4 separate regions of the Zea mays genome follow, and all the other regions are linked to region 1. A link is a contact called in public Hi-C data. All regions are on one chromosome and are shown on one strand. The core of a region is the stretch at or near the end of the contact, and the rest is flanking DNA. Distances in the headings are between cores, read along the strand shown.

Region 1 (4,129 bases), core at 1,341-3,840:
CGAGCCGGAGGTGGAGGGTGACGAAGAGTCGGTCTCGTAGTAGACCACCTTCTTCATCTTCTTCTTCTTGTCACCCATCCGATGGGACTTGATGGAGGAAGAGGATTCCTCCTTGTGCTTGTGGGCGGACTCCCTTGAGTGTGTTCTCCCCGAGCTTGCGGACTTGTCACCGGTCCCGAGATCCCTCTTGGCGGATGCTCCCGACATCACTTCGAGCGGTTAGGCTCTAATGAAGCACCGGGCTCTGATACCAATTGAAAGTCGCCTAGAGGGGGTGAATAGGGCGAATCTGAAATTTATAAACTTAGACACAACTACAAGTCGGGTTAGCGTTAGAAATATAAACGAGTCCGAGAGAGAGGGCGGAAAAACAAATCGCAAGCAAATAAGGAGTGAGACACAAGGATTTGTTTTACCGAGGTTCGGTTCTTGCAAACATACTCCCCGTTGAGGTGGTCACAAAGACCGGGTCTCTTTCAACCCTTTCCCTCTCTCAAACGGTCACTTAGACCGAGTGAGCTTCTCTTCTCAATCAAACGGAACACAAAGTTTCCGCAAGGACCACCACACAATTGGTGTCTCTTGCCTTGGTTACAATTGAGTTTGATCACAAGAAAGAATGAGAAAGAAAAGAAGCAATCCAAGCGCAAGAGCTCAAATGAACACAAATGTCGCTCTCTCTAGTCACTATTTGATTTGGAGTGATTCCGGACTTGGGAGAGGATTTGATCTCTTTGGTTGTGTCTAGAATTGAATGTTATAGCTCTTGTAATGTGTTGAATGTGGAAAACTTGGATGCCATTGAATGTGGGGTGGTTGGGGTATTTATAGCCCCAACCACCAAAATGTGGTCGTTGGAAGGCTGCTGTCGCATGGCGCACCGGACAGTCCGGTGCGCCACCGGACACTGTCCGGTGCGCTAGCCACGTCAGCCGGCTGTTGGGTTCTGACCGTTGGAGCTCTGACTGGTGGGGCCTCTGGGCTGTCCGGTGGTGCACCGGACAGGTCCTGTAGACTGTCCGGTGCGCCGTCTGGCGCTGCTCTGACTCTGGCGCGCACTGTAGCGCATTGAATGCGTTTGCAGTCGACCGTTGGCGCGAAGTAGCCGTTGCTCCGCTGGCACACCGGACAGTCCGGTGTGACACCAGACAGTCCGGTGAATTATAGCGGAGCGGCCTCCCATTTTCCCGAAGGTAGCGAGTTCAGCGTCGAGTGCCCTGGTGCACCGGACACTGTCCGGTGCGCCAGACCAGGGTGCCTTTCGGTTGTCTTTTGCTCTCTTTGTTTGAACCCTTTCTTGGTCTTTTTATTGGCTTACTGTGAACCTTTGGCGCCTTTAAATTTATAGACTAGAGCAAACTAGTTAGTCCAATTATTTGTGTTGGGCAATTCAACCACCAAAATCTATTTAGGAAAAGGTGTAAGCCTATTTCCCTTTCACCAATCTTTTAAGTCTAATTAGTCAATGATTCGATCATATGATGTTATAGTAAGTATTTGCTAATCATGGATTTATTGGGCTTAAAATTCTATTGTTTAGTATTTAGTTGTGTTATTAGTTTTATAATTAGACTATATTTAGGGCCTGTTTGTTAGGGCTCTAGCTTCCCTAAAAACAACTCTAACTCTGGTTTTTACTGAAAAACATCTTTTTTGGTAGAACTAAAGCCATTTCGCAAATTGTTTAGCAAAAACAAATTATCCTAAAGTCAGAGTCATTTCACTGTAATAAAGTGTCAGAGCTAGGGCTAGAGTCGCTGAAGCTATTATTTGTGACTTCTTCTCCATAACACAAAAATAGCTCTCGTTTTTATGTGCTTTTAGCAGTAACTCGTTAAAAAGGGTGTTTGACAGGGCTCTGAGTTTTTTCTATAAAAACCAGAGTCCGAAGCTCTATTCTTAGGTTGGCTCCAACAAGAGCCCATAAAGCCTCATGTACTCTAAATATAGAGGATCAAACGGTCCTCTACGCTCTCCGGCAGCGTCCTCTAAACGGTCCTATAAATTTAGAGGACGCTGTTGAATTCTCCATATATAGAGTTTCTATAAATGGTCCTCTATCTATTTGAATGCTTTAAATAATCGGTTTAGCAAAACTAAAATATGTACAATACATTTGAGAGTATGATAAATATGTATATACAAAAAAATAAAAAATATTCTAATATAGGTATTTATATATAGATGATGTGATTTAGAGAACGTTGTTGGAGATGAAGTAGATATAGAGGATAGAATCTTTTAAAGGAGACCATAAATGATAGATATAGAGGATGAATATAGAGGACGAGACATGCTTAATACAATTAATATACATTCAAATATGTGATATGATATGGGTAAACTTTAATCCCAAGAAAAAAGTTAGGCCATACTTTTTGCAGGTTTTGACCCGTCATCACCACCTATCTATCCGAAAGCTACGAGTGACTCCTCTACCGTAATGTCCGGCCGCTGCCCAGCAGGGTTACCCTGTTGCCGGACCCACACGTCAGCTGGCAGCGGCTACGTTCGTGGAGAATCCTGCCGGCCGAAGCACGGGTAGTCTAATCAAACCCTGATTCCACGAAGGGCACACCAAACCTCGAAAGATTCCCAAAGCTGACCCTCTAGAAAGCCAAGAAAACTCACTCCTCTCTCCTCTCTCTCTCTCTCTCTCGCCTCTCGCCTCCGTCGGCCGTCGCCATGACCCGCGTCCTCCTCCCCCTGCTTCTGCTGCTGGCGCTGCCTGGTGCGTATGCACGCCCGGCGCGGCAGTATCTGGGACAGTGTCCGGGGCTGGAGTACGGGCTGCCGCCGTTCGCCGCCGCGCTCCGGGCAACCTGCCCCGTCTCGACGGAGGGGTACTGGCCCCCCTACGAGGTGCGTGTCTCTGAGCCCTACCTCCGGCCGTGTGGTTGCCTAGTTGGCGGCAAGCCGGCAATATTTAGTTCTCTCGGGCAGGGCGAAGCCAAACAAACCGGGCGGTTTATTAGCGTACGGTTCTGGCGGATCTCACACTTTGCTCCGATGCTCATGCCGAGAAATTCCTGTGCTGTTCATACTTCTTGATCGATGATGTATTGCTGTTTCCATCCCAGAAGTTTAGCTCCTTTTGTTTACTTCACTGATTAGCGTGGATTCTCCCTGGCGAACCATGGGCAGAAAATTTTGTTTCCTAAGTTTTTTTACGGGCCGGGGTGAATAGAGGCGCCTGGATCAAGCTGTACTTTAGTAGATTGGTTTCCATTAATCTTTCTTTGTACACAGGATCACTTTCTTGACCCCCTTCCCTTGTTTGTTGTTGACGGAATCTGCATGTTCTTGTGTGTTCAAGTATAAATATAATTCAACTAGTCAACGCAAACAGCGTCAAGAACAGTAGGGTGCGTGGCCTATGTCCGTGGTCCTTCGTTTTACTTTCTATAGTGTATTGTTGGGGTTTGTGAACTGTTTCCCTTACGTTATTTGTATATTTCCCAGTTATTTAAGCGTTTGATGCACATGGGTCCTAGTTGGAATGACTCAAAAATTCATTCAGTAGTGAGTATCTATCAGTGTAGCACCAGAACAACTAATGGGAACTCTCAGGACTAATTTACAGTCAACTCGGTAGGATCAGGGACTGGGACGGCTAAAAGTTAAATGTTGTTGTGCTCTTTAATTCTGGCGAGTGGCTTAAATGTGATAAGGGAAGAGCATCAAGTATGTATGATCATTTGCAAAGGTTGACTTTTACTGGATTGGCCTGGAGTTTTATCGTGTGTGTAGTATGGAGGTTTGGTGTCTAATAATACGGTATGAAGCTCACTTCCAAAAGTTTTGGCAGGTTGTTAGTGGGGAGGAGCTTCTGAGGATGTTGGATGGCAAGGAAAAGCACACGGCTGTCCTTTTCTATGCATCATGGTGCCCTTTCTCTCAAAGAACCAGATCAGTCTTTGATGATCTGAGCTCAATGTTTCCACGGGTTAAGCACTTGGCCGTGGAAGAGTCCAGCATCATGAAGCGTAAGACCCGAATATGCTGGAACGCAGTAATTACCTTTCATAATAATAGCTAATAATGCATGTAAGTGAGACATCTCTTTCCTTGTATATATAATCTGCAGCATTTTGTCAAGGTACCATGTCCGTGCACTGCCTTCCATAAT
Region 2 (4,437 bases), core at 571-3,070, 470 kb before region 1:
CAACACGTCAATCAGGGTGGCACGGGCCAACCCGACCCGACACTAGGCACGGGTCGGGTAGGGGCCGTGCTAAATGACCCACGACCCGACCCGAACCCGACCTGAGGTTTGAACTGGTCTAATTACTGTTCACATTAATAACCAGATGTCAAACAAATGAATACAAATAGTCTACAAGAACAGAAGAACACCATAGTGACACAAATCATTCTCACAGAATTAGCATGACTACAGTACAAATACAGTGAGGAACTTCAGATAGAAATAACAGGTTGATATCATGGCAGCAGTAAACAAGATCAGACTTTACTTGGAAAATAACCATGACCAAATAAGAGTCACTGATCAATTAAACACTGAGCCTTGATGTATGCCTTTAGTTCGTTGACAATCCATAAATGATGCAGTAGAAAATGCAATTGGAGAAAGACAGGTCCTGATAATGGCACGCTTTCCAAATCTCTTGCAAGAGAATGGGGATCAATAACAGACTAATAGCAAGCACGCAAGCATGACATGGGTTGAAGCTTTAAACAATACATATTTCCAAAAGGCATGAAGTGAGAAAAATGGTATTGGACAACCAACTACAGAGATATAGGGAATAGCAACAGGAAAGACCAGAGCTATGCAGTCAAACCATACAAAGTAAGAGTATTCTATTCTGTTCCTGAAAAGTCAATGCATCCTAGCACAATCATCACAACAAGAATTGAGCATGGAAATACAAGAGAGCATGTCCCAGCGGCCACCGACAACGAGACAAGCCTCAACTAGAAAATCTATCCCCACCAAACACCAAAATCCAGCCCAACCTTGATACAACACCGTACGTGCTACGAGGACAGGATAATTTATCAAACCTGCAGCAGATCTCGAATCGTTTTATTTATTGGGCGAGCCAGCAAAAAGAAAACAATTAGGCACCTTGCGGAGCGGGTGGTCTTTGGGGAGGAAGCTGCCGATGGTCTTGCCGTAGACCTCGCAGGTGGAGAAGTGGATGAGACGCTTGCTGTTCTCGGAGCAGTACTTGACCTGGACAGGAGAGTGAGTGATGAGTGACATTGACATGTTCTGTCTTGTGTTTGTGTGATGATGCTGATAGTAGGTAATCGTACCACTGGGAGTGCGTCGATGAAGTTGCTGTAGATGGTGTCAAGTGGGCGAGTGTTGTAGTCGGCCGGCGTGCAGATCGCGGCCAGGTTTATGGTCTTGGCGCGCAGATCAGATCCAAGCAGCAGCAGCATGGCAGGAGAGGATGAGGAAATCCGTGAGTCAATTCGAAATGCATTCCAAGTAGTAGTAAGCAATCGAGAAAGAAAAAAGGAAGATAGGTGGAAGAATAGGCACTAACTGACCAGATCGGCCATCTTGATGAGCCCCTCTAGCCTGGAGTCGTTTTTTATGTTAAGGCGGTGGAATGAGATGCGCCCGGCGAGGTGCGGCGGCGCGGGGTCGACAAGGTGGCGGATCTTGTCGCAGTAGACGTCAACAGCGAGGACGGTGTGGTGCGTCTCGGCCATTAGCTTCTCGCAGAGGTGGGAGCCGATGAAGCCGCCGGCGCCGATCATGCAGATGGTGAGGGGAGCGATGGGGTTGCCATCCAGATCCAGGCGGGTGGCCGCCGGCGAGGGAGACGACGACATCCTCCTCCTTCCGTGACGCGGCGCGGTGGCGGTGGTACGGGGAATGCGCGTGGATCAGTGGATGTAGCTAGCTGGCTGGGTCCCTGGCGCAGTGCGTCGGGTCACGAGGCGATGTCGGTGGCGTGGCTTCGGAAGGGTGCTCCCTCTCTCTTCTGATGTGTCTGCCTATTTACGGTGGGACGGAGTGAGGGTGTAAAAATTCGATAGACTCCGTTTCAAGAATCAAGAGCAGCTCAAATAGTGATGTATAATTTCACTACCTAAATTCTAGATTTAGCAAATCTTTAAATGATATAGAAAGCAAAAAAAATCATCTTCTCCAATAATTATCTATATATTATTTTCTAAATATATTAAAACTTATCATGTCACTAGTTTTTGCTGGACAAGTCAATTTTTCTTTTTATTTTCGTCTCCCTTCCTCAACTCGATCTCAAAATTGTGGCCTTCCCAGCCTTTCGATTTTGTTGTTACAATTATTTATTCAGTTGTTCCTGACTTATGCATGTATAATTGTTGTATTATCAATTATTTAATCTCTAGCTTACTAGCTATTGCAATTATGCATCTTCCACTGCCGACGCATTGGCTATGTTAATCTATATTAACTGCAGAATAGGAAAAGTCGTTGAAATAAAAAAAATGCACCAGTTTTTATGTTTTGGGAGTTGGTAAATGGTTGCCAAATGTAGGAAGGAAATGAGATTAGATTAGAAGTGAATAAATTTAGGAAGTTCATTTAGAGAGCTGCTAGATAGGAGTTTTTAAGTTAACTACCTAAATTAATGATTTAGGTAGTCTCTTAGAGAACTACTATAGGGGGTGTTTGGTTTAGGGTTGCACGGTACTCCAAGTATAAGATACTGTTAAAACACAATACTCCCTCCTTCCAAGGCGTCTAAGATTCTCAATTTTTCCCATGAAACAAGGCGTGCAGTGGTTTTCTAGCTAATATGGACACTGTGCCCTTGCTCTGCATATGATTAGAGAGTAAATGACAGCGAAGAAGTTTATGGCAGTTTATTCCATATACGGTGGTTTTCTGGCTAATGTGGATCCACTACCGTCTATGCATACACACACAAGGCAAGGTAGAGATTCTAGGGATTTTTAATTCTATTCACATGCAAGACGTCTTCCTAGCCATACACTCCTAGTCTTGAAGCAGCAACCATCGAAGCAGCCATACGTCTAGTGAAAGCATCTAGGCCCCTGGTTGGTTTTAGTGATTAATGACAACGTAATATTATATGTGACTAACGTGTGTTTTGCAGAGACAAATGGTAAGTTAGGTCGCATGACAGGTAAAAGCACTACAATGTGAAAGCAATCCCGGAGATAAGAACTCGAAGCGACGGCTAAAACAACGGAACAAAAGGTGAAGGTCTACGGAGTCCGAGTGTCAAGGAGATGTGGACACTCGCGATTTAGTTAGGTCTTTTATTCTCTTTTAGCCGTACTATAAAGAGGGGTTGTCGATGAGTAGTTTGACCAAGAGAGTTCTAGTGTAGTGTTGGTGCACAATCACACTCATATACAGTGCTAGGTGTCACTCTAGAACTCACACACAAGTTAGAGCAAAAACCGATTTGAAAATAAGCTGAAAAACAAGAGTTAGGGTTTCTGGCTTAGGGGCACCGGACTGTCCGGTGTGCACCGGACTGTCCGGTGCACCCTCTGCCAGGTGGGGCCAGGCTGGTCCACGGCAGTGTCTTCCCTTCGCAGAAACCCGAGAGCGCAGTGTTCTGAGTTGAATTTTAGTGGTGCACCGGACACCGCACCGGACTGTCCGGTGTGCACCGGACAGTAGACTGTTCACTGTCCGGTGCGCCATGAGTCCAACAGCTCTATGTCAGAACTAGCCGTTGGAAGTGACCGTTGGCGCACCAGTGGATGCTCTCGTTTATCCGACAGGATGCTCTCGATGTTTCAGAGCATGCAGGACAGGCAGGATGCACTTCAGCAGCAGCTTATTCAGGATAGGGCAGAGAATAGGGCATTCATGGCTCTCATGCTCCAGCATTCTGGTATCTCAGCACCTCCGGTTCAGTCTGCTCCGCCTCCACCGCTTCACGCTCCAGTGGTGCCTTCGATCTTGTCTGGACCCCCTGCTGGTACCTCTCCGCTCCGGCCGGTCACTTTGGCGTTCACCTCTCCGGCTCTCAGCTCTATCTGTCCGCAGCCGTCAGTGCCACCAGCATCTGCTGTTACCACTACCGCTGTGGCAGTATCTGTGACCACTTCTGTTCCGGTAGCTCCTGCAGCGCGGCCTCCGTCCGAGTCAGTACCAGCTCCAGCTTCTACCGCAGATCCTGGATCCGAGACTGACTCTGACCCTCCGTCGGCGTTCGCTCTGCTACCTCGACCTCGACCGGATGCGCCCCCGCCGCCTCCTCCTGCTTCAGGTGTTTAGGTTCAGGTCCCTTTTGGTGTTTGACGCCAAAGGGGGAGAGATATGAGTTGTGAGAGCTAGGGGGAGTTAGAGAGTTAGTAGAGAGTCAGAGTCATTTTATGAGTTGTGAGAGCTAGGGGGAGTTAGAGAGTTAGTAGAGAGTTAGAGTCATTTTGATGTAATATGTGTGCCTGCTACTCTCTGTACTAGCTTGATGTGTTTTTGGCTCACAAACTCGTCATATACTCTCGTTGCGTATGATTGACTGTGTGTATTATATTTTCACCTTATATTTTATCACCAGTCTTCTAGCTCTTGTTTCATTAATTTGACTTCACTTTTATATGAACAAGAATCTTATGATGTGTATGCGCTCACTCTTATTTTATGGTACACATT
Region 3 (4,103 bases), core at 325-2,824, 360 kb after region 1:
CAGTTGCAGCTGAATACACAAAATTATAGGCCTCCTGGATGGCTTCTTTCTTGTCCAGCACTTCCTGCCGGGTCGGTATACGTGCACCATGCTTCTCTGCCTCTTGCAGCCATTCCTTGAACTCTTCTTCGTTGGGTGGGGAATCCGATACTTGAGTCATCTGCCACCGCGCAGCATTAGCCTCACTATCCCACACAACATTGAGATATTTGCATGTCGAGTAGCTTTCCAGTTTGTAATTCCGGTCTGGATCGCTTGCATCCACGTTCCTCACTATGCACAGCCTGTACCTCGGGGTCCCATTCTTTGTCTGGCCAATACCTAGCCGCACAAAACACCCAGAAATTAGATCATCAAAGAACGGCTCCATGAACCATTTCACCAGCTTTGACCTCCTGAGGGTAATACTCTTCACGTCATCAAACTTGAGTGGATCAAGCCTACTCGGCGACTCATCAAATTCGTCATCCCTGCTATCGTCAGCGATCCTCCCATGGTCATTAGGCCTCCCCCTGCCATCCCCATCGTTGCTCCCATCACTTGGAGGGCTCCCAGCCCTGCGCCTAGTTGGTGAGCCACTACGTGGGAGCAGGTCCGTGAACCTGCGTGCCTCCGGAGCCTGTTGCCGCATCCGCTGCTTTGCCCGCAGCTCGTCCAACGCGCTCTTAGCTGCGGACCCAGACTTGTCAGCTCGGGTTGAAGACCGCATCCGGCTGGGCGGCGGGGGTGGACTGCTATCCTTCCGTGCGCCCACCTTGTCCGTCTTGGACGAGGACGCTCGTGCCCGCTGCTTGAGCTTGTAATCATCGAGGCGGGTGCCCCGATCAGCCAGGATCATCTCCCTTTGCAGCTCAGACATGTTCTCCAGACGCTCCTTGTCGTCCTCATCCTTGTATAGGTCACTCCCCACCGAAGGGGCGCTGTCCGAGTCCTCCCCGCCACTGCGACGCCCGTCTTCGTCCTCGTCGTCCTCGTCCTTCCACCCGCCACTGCCACGCCGGCCGCCCTGCTCTGGCTGGTGCCGCTTCTTGAGCGGAACCTGCGACGAAGGCTTCTTCCTCGAGTAGGTCGGCGCGGCGTCCGAGTCGTCGTCGTCGAAGCCGTCGGAGCCGCTTCCCCCAGAGTTCCACCGCGGGTTGCTCGGCCGGGAGTGGTTCTTCCCCGTCCGGCCGGCTGCCTGCAGAAGCAGATCATCTAGGTTCGACTTCGACATGGCGAAGCCCGAACCTCCTCCTCCTCGTGCAATCCCTACACAACCAAAACAACCCCATGACAAAAGATCCTTCCACACCTCCGAAAACCTAGATAAAACAGGAACCGTCGGTCCATCCTGGATCTGTGGGAGGAACCACAGCTCGCAGCAGCTCCGAGGAGGATGAATAGGACACGCACCTGGAGAAGAGGCTACAGAGGTGCCGGTCGGCGCAGGTAACGATGACGGCTCAATGCGGGGTATACTGGCGAAGGCGGCGCGGTTGATCGACGGGACGGAGAAGCCGCCAGAAGAGAAGAGGAGATGGTTGCGCCGGCCCTAGCCGCGTCGAAGTGGAAGAAGACGACGATTATGAGATCGGGGTGGGCCGTGAGGGCATTGTTGGTCTGGTCTGCTATATACATGTGCCCCGCAGGCCGCACGCAGCCTGTGGCTCAGCACGACATCCGTTTTTTTTTTTTTTTTGAAACACGATCGTGGCATGGCAGCACAGCCCGACAGAGTAGATTTTGCATGCTACTAGTACTGTCAAGTGTCAACTAATTTAGCTTGTTCCGTTTAGAGATGGCAATAGGTACCCGTGACCCAATACTCGATGTATATTTATTTTATTAATATATATACTAAATATTCTATCTATGTGTTACTTATTTGACAAAAACTTTTACCTAACAGGTAAATAGGTTTTAGAACATTCCACTGTCATATCCGTTAACCCGTGGGTATAGAATAACCAGTATAAACTTGGTCAAAAACATGAACTTGGGTTACGGTCATCCATCTTTTATTTTTGACTATTTAACAATCTTTTGATCAATAGTATCATGGAGGCTTAACAACCTTTTATTTTTGACTATTTAACAATCTTTTGATCAATAGTATCATGGAGGCTTAACAACTATTTGACGACCATGTCATGAAACATGTATTGTGTTATGTGGTATTATCTTAGTGTTGCTACTTTATCTAATTACTGGTAGTGATGTTGAATGGATGATTGAATAATGCTAGACTTTTTGTAATAGTATTTAGATGGATATACTTGATATTTGTACAATGTATTTATATATTTGCTACTTTTACATACTATATTTAGGCGTGGGATCCGAGCCTTGTTTCTTATATAATACTATTTCTATAACAAATGCATTAGTGAAAGAGTCTCTAGCCGAGTTAGGTGGTTTGAGTAGCACTACTCAGGTTCTAAGTTTAATTTTTAATAGAAACGAATTTTAGGCTATAGTTAAAAAAATCACGTTAAAATAGCTGTTCGTTGTTTTTTATTTGGACCTTGCAATTGTATTAGGTGCATCAATATGCGTCGTGAGAACTAAGGCTATTTTTAGCATCCTCCTTATCTTATTTTAAATTTCAAACACCATTCTGTAAATAGTGTATCTACATTGTAAAACAATGTTTCGTGTTTTGTACGCTTATATGTCCGCGATTGTTGAAGATGGCCTAAGTTTGAAGTCTAGATATAATGTATATGATCTAGACATCATTGTACAAATTAAAGGTACTGAACTCGAGGAGTATTTAAGTTTGAAGTCTCTGAATTCGTTGGTCGGCATGTTCAGACAGACTGCCTCCGGCGTTTGTTGCAGACTTGCAGTACTAGCTTGGCTGCTTAAGGGCGACGTGAATCCTTCGGACAGCAATGGGGTGCATTCTTCTTGCTGTGGATCAGAGTTAGCCGTTGATGGCTCTGCGGGAACTGAATGGCCAAAAGAGTCATATGCATTTTTAATATAAACCAAAGTGTTTGGCATCACAGGGCATTTGGTCTAGTGGTATGATTCTCGCTTAGGGTGCGAGAGGTCCCGAGTTCAATTCTCGGAATGCCCCTCTCTTTTGATTCCTTTTTTTAAATTTCACAGCAACTTCCCTATTTTATTAATTGGCGAATTCTATTTTGATTCCTTTTTTAAAATTTCACAGCAACTTCGCTATTTTAATTGGCGAATTCAGTATCAGTCATTACCATCCATCCCTATTTTCCAAGAGTTTTATTCCAATCTTTTTCCCCGCCGCAGCCAGCAGCAAAATTCTACACCAGTTCAGAATCAGTCATTGGCATCCATCTCTATTTTCCAAGAGTATCCGTCGTCATTACCATCCATCTCTATGCTCCAAGAGGAAATTAAAAACACACATACACACACAAGATGGAATCGAATTTGATCCATTCTTGCAATTGCAAAGCGTAAGCTTGATAGCCTGCATCACAATTTCCTACAAGAACATAGCATCGCGTGTCTGTTACAGCTGTTCTACCGGCTGAAGAAAATTCCAAACGAACAGGCTGAGTTGGCTTCATCAAATCTGGTTTAGACCTACTCCTATGAGCGTGTTTGGGAGAAGGGGAACGAGCCATAAATGAGATGAGAGTACATCTCACAATTCAAATCCGAGAAGCAAGGCACGCGCAAATCAAAATCCGCACTTCAACACCATGCTTGGTTTTGAATAACTGCATACTATTTCCTACTAGTACAAAATCACATACAAAAGCTTTCATGCTGTTTCTTTGATGTGCACGGTAGGGGAACACAAATGTCGTTATGCTGATACAAAATAAGGCAAACCAAAATGTTTGAGCTCGGAACATCTAATTTTACAATGGCTGAGAGGCAAACTGATCACTGAATCCATATCTAAAAATATCTCTAAAAAAAGATAGAAAAGTCAAGACAAACAAGTTCGGGCCTGTTTGGGAGCTATGTTTCTCAAAAACGTAGTTAATAATATACAGTTTATTGTATGTTATAGCATAACACTTGTTTAGAGACAAATCATTTCAGTTGTAGTGTAGGAGAAGAGAAGACTGCACAAGTTCGGGCCAGCTGAAATGAATTTTAAGGGAAAAGAAAGTTCGTGTCTAATGAGA
Region 4 (4,504 bases), core at 685-3,184, 400 kb before region 1:
GGGAAATTATTGATAAGAGGTGGGATAATAAGTTGAAGACTCCTTTACATTTGGCTGGTTATTACTTGAATCTGTACTACTATTATCCAAATAAATTAGAGATTGAGTTGGATGGAACATTTAGAGAGGGTCTAGTATCCTGTATCACAAAGATGGTTCAAGAGGTTGAAATCCAAGACAAGATAATGGATGAGCTCAACATGTACCAGGATGGGATGGGATCGTTTGGAAAAGATATTGCCACAAGGTAGAGGAGGAATGAAAATTTTAATCCAAGTGATTGAAAATCTGACTTCTCTTTTCATTAGCCTAATTTCACATGTATTCATTAGGCCAATCTAAATACTGATACTCTACTTTTTATGCAGCTAAATGGTGGTTGAACCATGGAAATAGTTCTCCAAATCTTAGAAAGCTAGCAATAAAAATTTTAGGCTTAACATGTAGCTCATCAGCATGTGAAAGGAATTGGAGTGATTTTGAAAAGGTAAGAACAGATTGTGCAATTTTCACAATTGCTTGTTACTAGAGCAGTAGAGTTGTCTCTTATGTACTTATCTAAAATGGTCATGGTTTCTATAAATCTTTATAGGTTGACTCAAAGATAAGGAGCATACTTCTCCATGATAGGATGAGGGACCTTGTGTTCGTCAAATTTAACTCAAAGTTGAAGCAAAAAAAAGAGAACAAATCAAGAGACCCAATTGAGAAGCAGGTTCCTGATATCCTAGAAGATAGTGGCAATGAGTGGATCACTAGAGTTGCATCAATTGAACAAGAACAAGCACAAAACACTGAATTTGTTGAAGCTACAAATGCACAAGGTCAGTCATCAAGGACAACAATAGAAACGGGAAAAAGGAAGAGAGAAATTCAGCCTAGAAGAAAGACAAGGACAAGGAAGCTCATTGATATTAATGAATGCAATGATGATGAACCTAAGCTTGCTTCATCCTCTGATTCAGAAGAAGATGATGCACATGTTGACATGGATCAAGAGTCCTCAAGTTCTCATTCTTCTGATTCGGATAACTCCGTGTTTGATGAATAGAATGCACTAGTAGTAGTTCACTTACACTATTGCACTAATAATAATTTTGTTATGTAATGGATGTCTGGATCATGGTATTATGTAGCTAACTTGCTACAATGCTACCTTGGTGAACTGATGAACTACTTGTTTGCTATTGTAGTAAGTAGTATTTTAAAAGTTGGAACTATTGAATTGTTTGCTGCTAAACTCTTTTGGCCTCTGTGTTGTTTGTTTAAGGCTTTACCGCTTTATTAAGCTGCTTTCCAGTCTACAGCTGCTCGCTGTTTGGTGTTTGCTAAGGTGTCACAATGTCAACTATTGATTGAATGCTGCATTGCTGCATATGCTACAATTGTTGGATGGTTGTACAACTCCAACTTTGACTGTGTTATTGTCAGTCTTATTGACTATGTCTGTGTTATTTTTTACAAATCCACTATTTGCTATAGCTACGCTATACCTGCGCTATAGCCTCGTAGCCTAAAAAAATGTTGCCGCTAGTTTGCATAGCCCGCTATTTTAAACCTTGCTTTGAGCTATGAGAAAACTGCCGCGAGCTGGTCGTTTTGGAAAAGCTAAAATATAATTCTATAAGAGCATGATAGCTTGTAATACGAATAATAGAAATATGGAAAGTCTAAGGTAAGGGGTGATTCTAAATTAGACTAGAGGAATTTATAGATTTTTAAGAATCTATTCTGCTGTTGTACCTATTTTGTTGAGATTCCAGTTTTTTGACAGTGAATCTAATCCTTTGAATATTTTTTTTCATAAATCTACAATTCGGACAGTGTTATAATGAATTTGACGAGAAGCTGGTCTATCCCAACCACCTACCATGGGCCTGGCCTGGCCTGGCCCATTTCTATGAGAAGAGAGGAGGAGAACTGAAGGGATCAAAGGGAAAGGAAACCTAGACAAGCGAGGCGGCGGCCCCGCGTTCTCCGTCTCCGTCTCCGTCTCCGTCCGCCCGGCGTAAAGAAAAGCCTCTCTCACCACAGCCGCCACGCCATGGCCGAGGAGACCGACACCAGGCCTGCCTCCGCGGGCTCCCGAGGCCGCCCCGCGCCCGAGGACGACGACAGGGAGGAGGGCGAGATCACCGACCTCGCCTGCGCTCCTTCCCCGCCCGCCACGCACCCGCTCGAGCACTCCTGGACCTTCTGGTTCGACAACCCGCAGAGCAAGTCCAAGCAGGCCGCCTGGGGGAGCTCCATCCGCCCCATACACACCTTCTCCACCGTCGAGGAATTCTGGGGGTGCGTTCATTCTCTTCAGATTCGCCCTCCCTCGTCCTTCTATCCTCTTCCCCTGATCGCATCCCACTGTTTCTCTTTTCCGTTACAAATCCTCCGACCGAGGGCCGCCGCATGCTCATGTAATTGGTAAATTAATTCGGTGACTAGTGCTAGCCACTTAGATGTTACGTAAATCTATATATGAGCCCAACCTGTCACCCTTCAGTTCACGGATCCGAGCCGAAACTCTTGACATATCCTAGCTGCTACTGTTGCCTTTTGATTGAGTACTCCTTCCGTCCAAAATGTAAGGGGTTTTGGCTCTCTTTTTCCCGTCTACATCCATATCCATGTTAATGAATCTAGACACATATTCAAACCACATACATGATATATAATATTTGGATCAGTAAAAGGTTAGAACTCCTTACAATTTGGGACCGTGGAGTAAATAAGAGTAAAGTTCACTTCTGATCCTTAAACTTTTCTGCTGTGTCAATTCTGTACATCAAATTTTAAAGTATGTCTCTTAAGAGCTCAATCTCTGTTTGAGTCTCTATTAAGTCCTAACAGGTTGCTGTGGCCCACATGCAGTCGTTGAGGAAGAAGAGAGAAGGGTGGATGGGGTGGGGGTCTAACAGACCACAACGACTGACATATAAGCCACGACAGCCCGTTAGGATGTAATCGAACAGAGATTAAGCCCTTAAAAGACATACTTTAAAAGTTTATGGATCAGATTGACACAGCCAGACAGATTTAAGGACCGGAAGTGCACTTTACTCGAGTAAATAATAAATTGAGCCTCCAACGTCACACAAAACCTTTTATTCTACATAGATTTGTGAACTCTTTGGAGGTTTCATTTAGGGCATGTACCCTGCATATTAATGCACCATGCCTTAAGATGTGTCAAAGAGCTTCTTCAATAAGGTGTCTCGAAATAGTGTCCTAAAAATTAAAACACTACATTATTTAAAGTGTTTAGAACACTAAAAACAAATTGAGGTCCAATAGTTAAGTCCTAAATCATGTATTTTAGGAAGTAAATTACATTTTTTTTAATAAAAAAATGCTAAGAATAATGTAGAAAACAAGGATAGATCACTAACATGGGGTGTAGTACATTTGGGTCACTTCATGGTATGTCCTATATTTGTTTGATAAAAATTTGTAAAATAGAGTACTGTTGGAGCCGTTTTTTATTATTTAAGCCCTATATTTTAAGCCCATTTATGTGGGTTATACTAGTGAAGTTGTTTCGTTGATTGGAAACCTGCTATTGTTCACAACCAATATCAGTTTTACCCCTTCTCTCCTGATAACTTCTCTCCTTCTGATAAGTGGTCTTTTTTCTAGTTTCTTGATGGAGCAGTGGTTTGAGACATCTGCTGATCTCTGCTTCATTCCTTTTACATCCTCGTACAGCTTTAACTTCCATTTATTAATGATATTCCAATTCCAACTAATGGATCTGTGCTTTACTAGGCTTTACAATAACATTAATCACCCTAGCAAATTGATCGTGGGAGCTGATTTCCATTGCTTCAAGAACAAGATCGAGCCAAAATGGGAAGACCCTATTTGTGCGAATGGTGGTAAATGGACCATCAGCTGTGGAAGAGGAAAATCTGATACATTTTGGCTGCACACTGTAAGCAATTCTATTTTATCAGAAAGATAACTTTGTTTTGCACATCTCTCCTTAACACGTCCTCCACCTTATATTCTTTCAACTGTCCTTTGTTTAGCTGCTGGCTATGATTGGTGAACAATTCGACTATGGTGATGAAATTTGTGGCGCAGTTGTCAGTGTGCGTGGGAAGCAGGAAAGAATTGCTATTTGGACAAAAAATGCTGCCAATGAAGCCGCTCAGGTATATGCGCTGTAGTAACAGTAACCTCTTCATTGGAAACACTTGTACCATAATTTATTTATTTTCCTTGCTAACAAATACCATGCCTTTTCTCATAATATTGAGTTACTCAACTAACATCTTCATTGGAAACACTTGTACCATACCTTATTTAGGGCGTGTTTGGAAGCAAAGTATTTCAAAACCATGGTTTTAGAATACTATGGTTTTGAAATGTCATGCCACAGCTCTAGTATTTTTTATATCACTCCAAACAATACTTGATTTGAGACAAAATATCTCAAACCATAATATTTAGTATACATGTGCAAGAAGCTAGTCATAGACTTTGGGTTGGAGTAGAGTTTCAAATACTC

What was found. A called contact is a pair of places that touch in the nucleus more often than the background predicts.
Region 2: a Hi-C map of ear shows a contact between it and region 1, with 2.8 times the contacts expected there. The contact joins the promoter of LOC542159 here to the promoter of LOC606481 in region 1. A contact is called at or near these places in 2 of 25 Hi-C or Micro-C datasets (ear and tassel).
Region 3: a contact with region 1 is called in a Hi-C map of leaf, with 6 times the contacts expected there. The contact joins the promoter of LOC100279254 here to the promoter of LOC606481 in region 1. A contact is called at or near these places in 2 of 25 Hi-C or Micro-C datasets (leaf and tassel).
Region 4: a Hi-C map of leaf shows a contact between it and region 1, with 6 times the contacts expected there. The contact joins the promoter of eIF4E1 here to the promoter of LOC606481 in region 1. A contact is called at or near these places in 3 of 25 Hi-C or Micro-C datasets (ear, leaf and tassel).

The regions. Positions count from the first base shown.
Region 1 is chr3:134,433,535-134,437,663 of Zm-B73-REFERENCE-NAM-5.0, forward strand. It overlaps LOC606481 (adenosine 5'-phosphosulfate reductase-like 7), which reads left to right and starts at 2,591. Exons shown (of 5, transcript NM_001112336.2): 1 at 2,591-2,862; 2 at 3,809-3,982; 3 at 3,985-3,986; 4 at 4,088-4,129. The coding sequence starts at 2,686.
Region 2 is chr3:133,967,632-133,972,068 of Zm-B73-REFERENCE-NAM-5.0, forward strand. LOC542159 (bifunctional polymyxin resistance arnA protein) reads right to left here and starts at 1,821. Exons shown (of 9, transcript NM_001111781.2): 1 at 1,359-1,821; 2 at 1,119-1,211; 3 at 928-1,035. The coding sequence starts at 1,646.
Region 3 is chr3:134,798,808-134,802,910 of Zm-B73-REFERENCE-NAM-5.0, forward strand. LOC100279254 (Protein RTF1-like protein) reads right to left here and starts at 1,575. Exons shown (of 2, transcript NM_001152275.1): 1 at 1,393-1,575; 2 at 1-1,248. The coding sequence starts at 1,213. TRNAP-AGG (transfer RNA proline (anticodon AGG)) reads left to right here and starts at 2,990; the gene lies at 2,990-3,061. It also overlaps a transcript of LOC100272333 not described here.
Region 4 is chr3:134,029,916-134,034,419 of Zm-B73-REFERENCE-NAM-5.0, forward strand. It overlaps eIF4E1 (eucaryotic initiation factor 6), which reads left to right and starts at 1,935. Exons shown (of 5, transcript NM_001174185.1): 1 at 1,935-2,292; 2 at 3,760-3,925; 3 at 4,023-4,148. The coding sequence starts at 2,045. LOC109945285 (a long non-coding RNA gene) reads left to right here and starts at 358. Exons shown (of 2, transcript XR_002268413.2): 1 at 358-487; 2 at 593-770.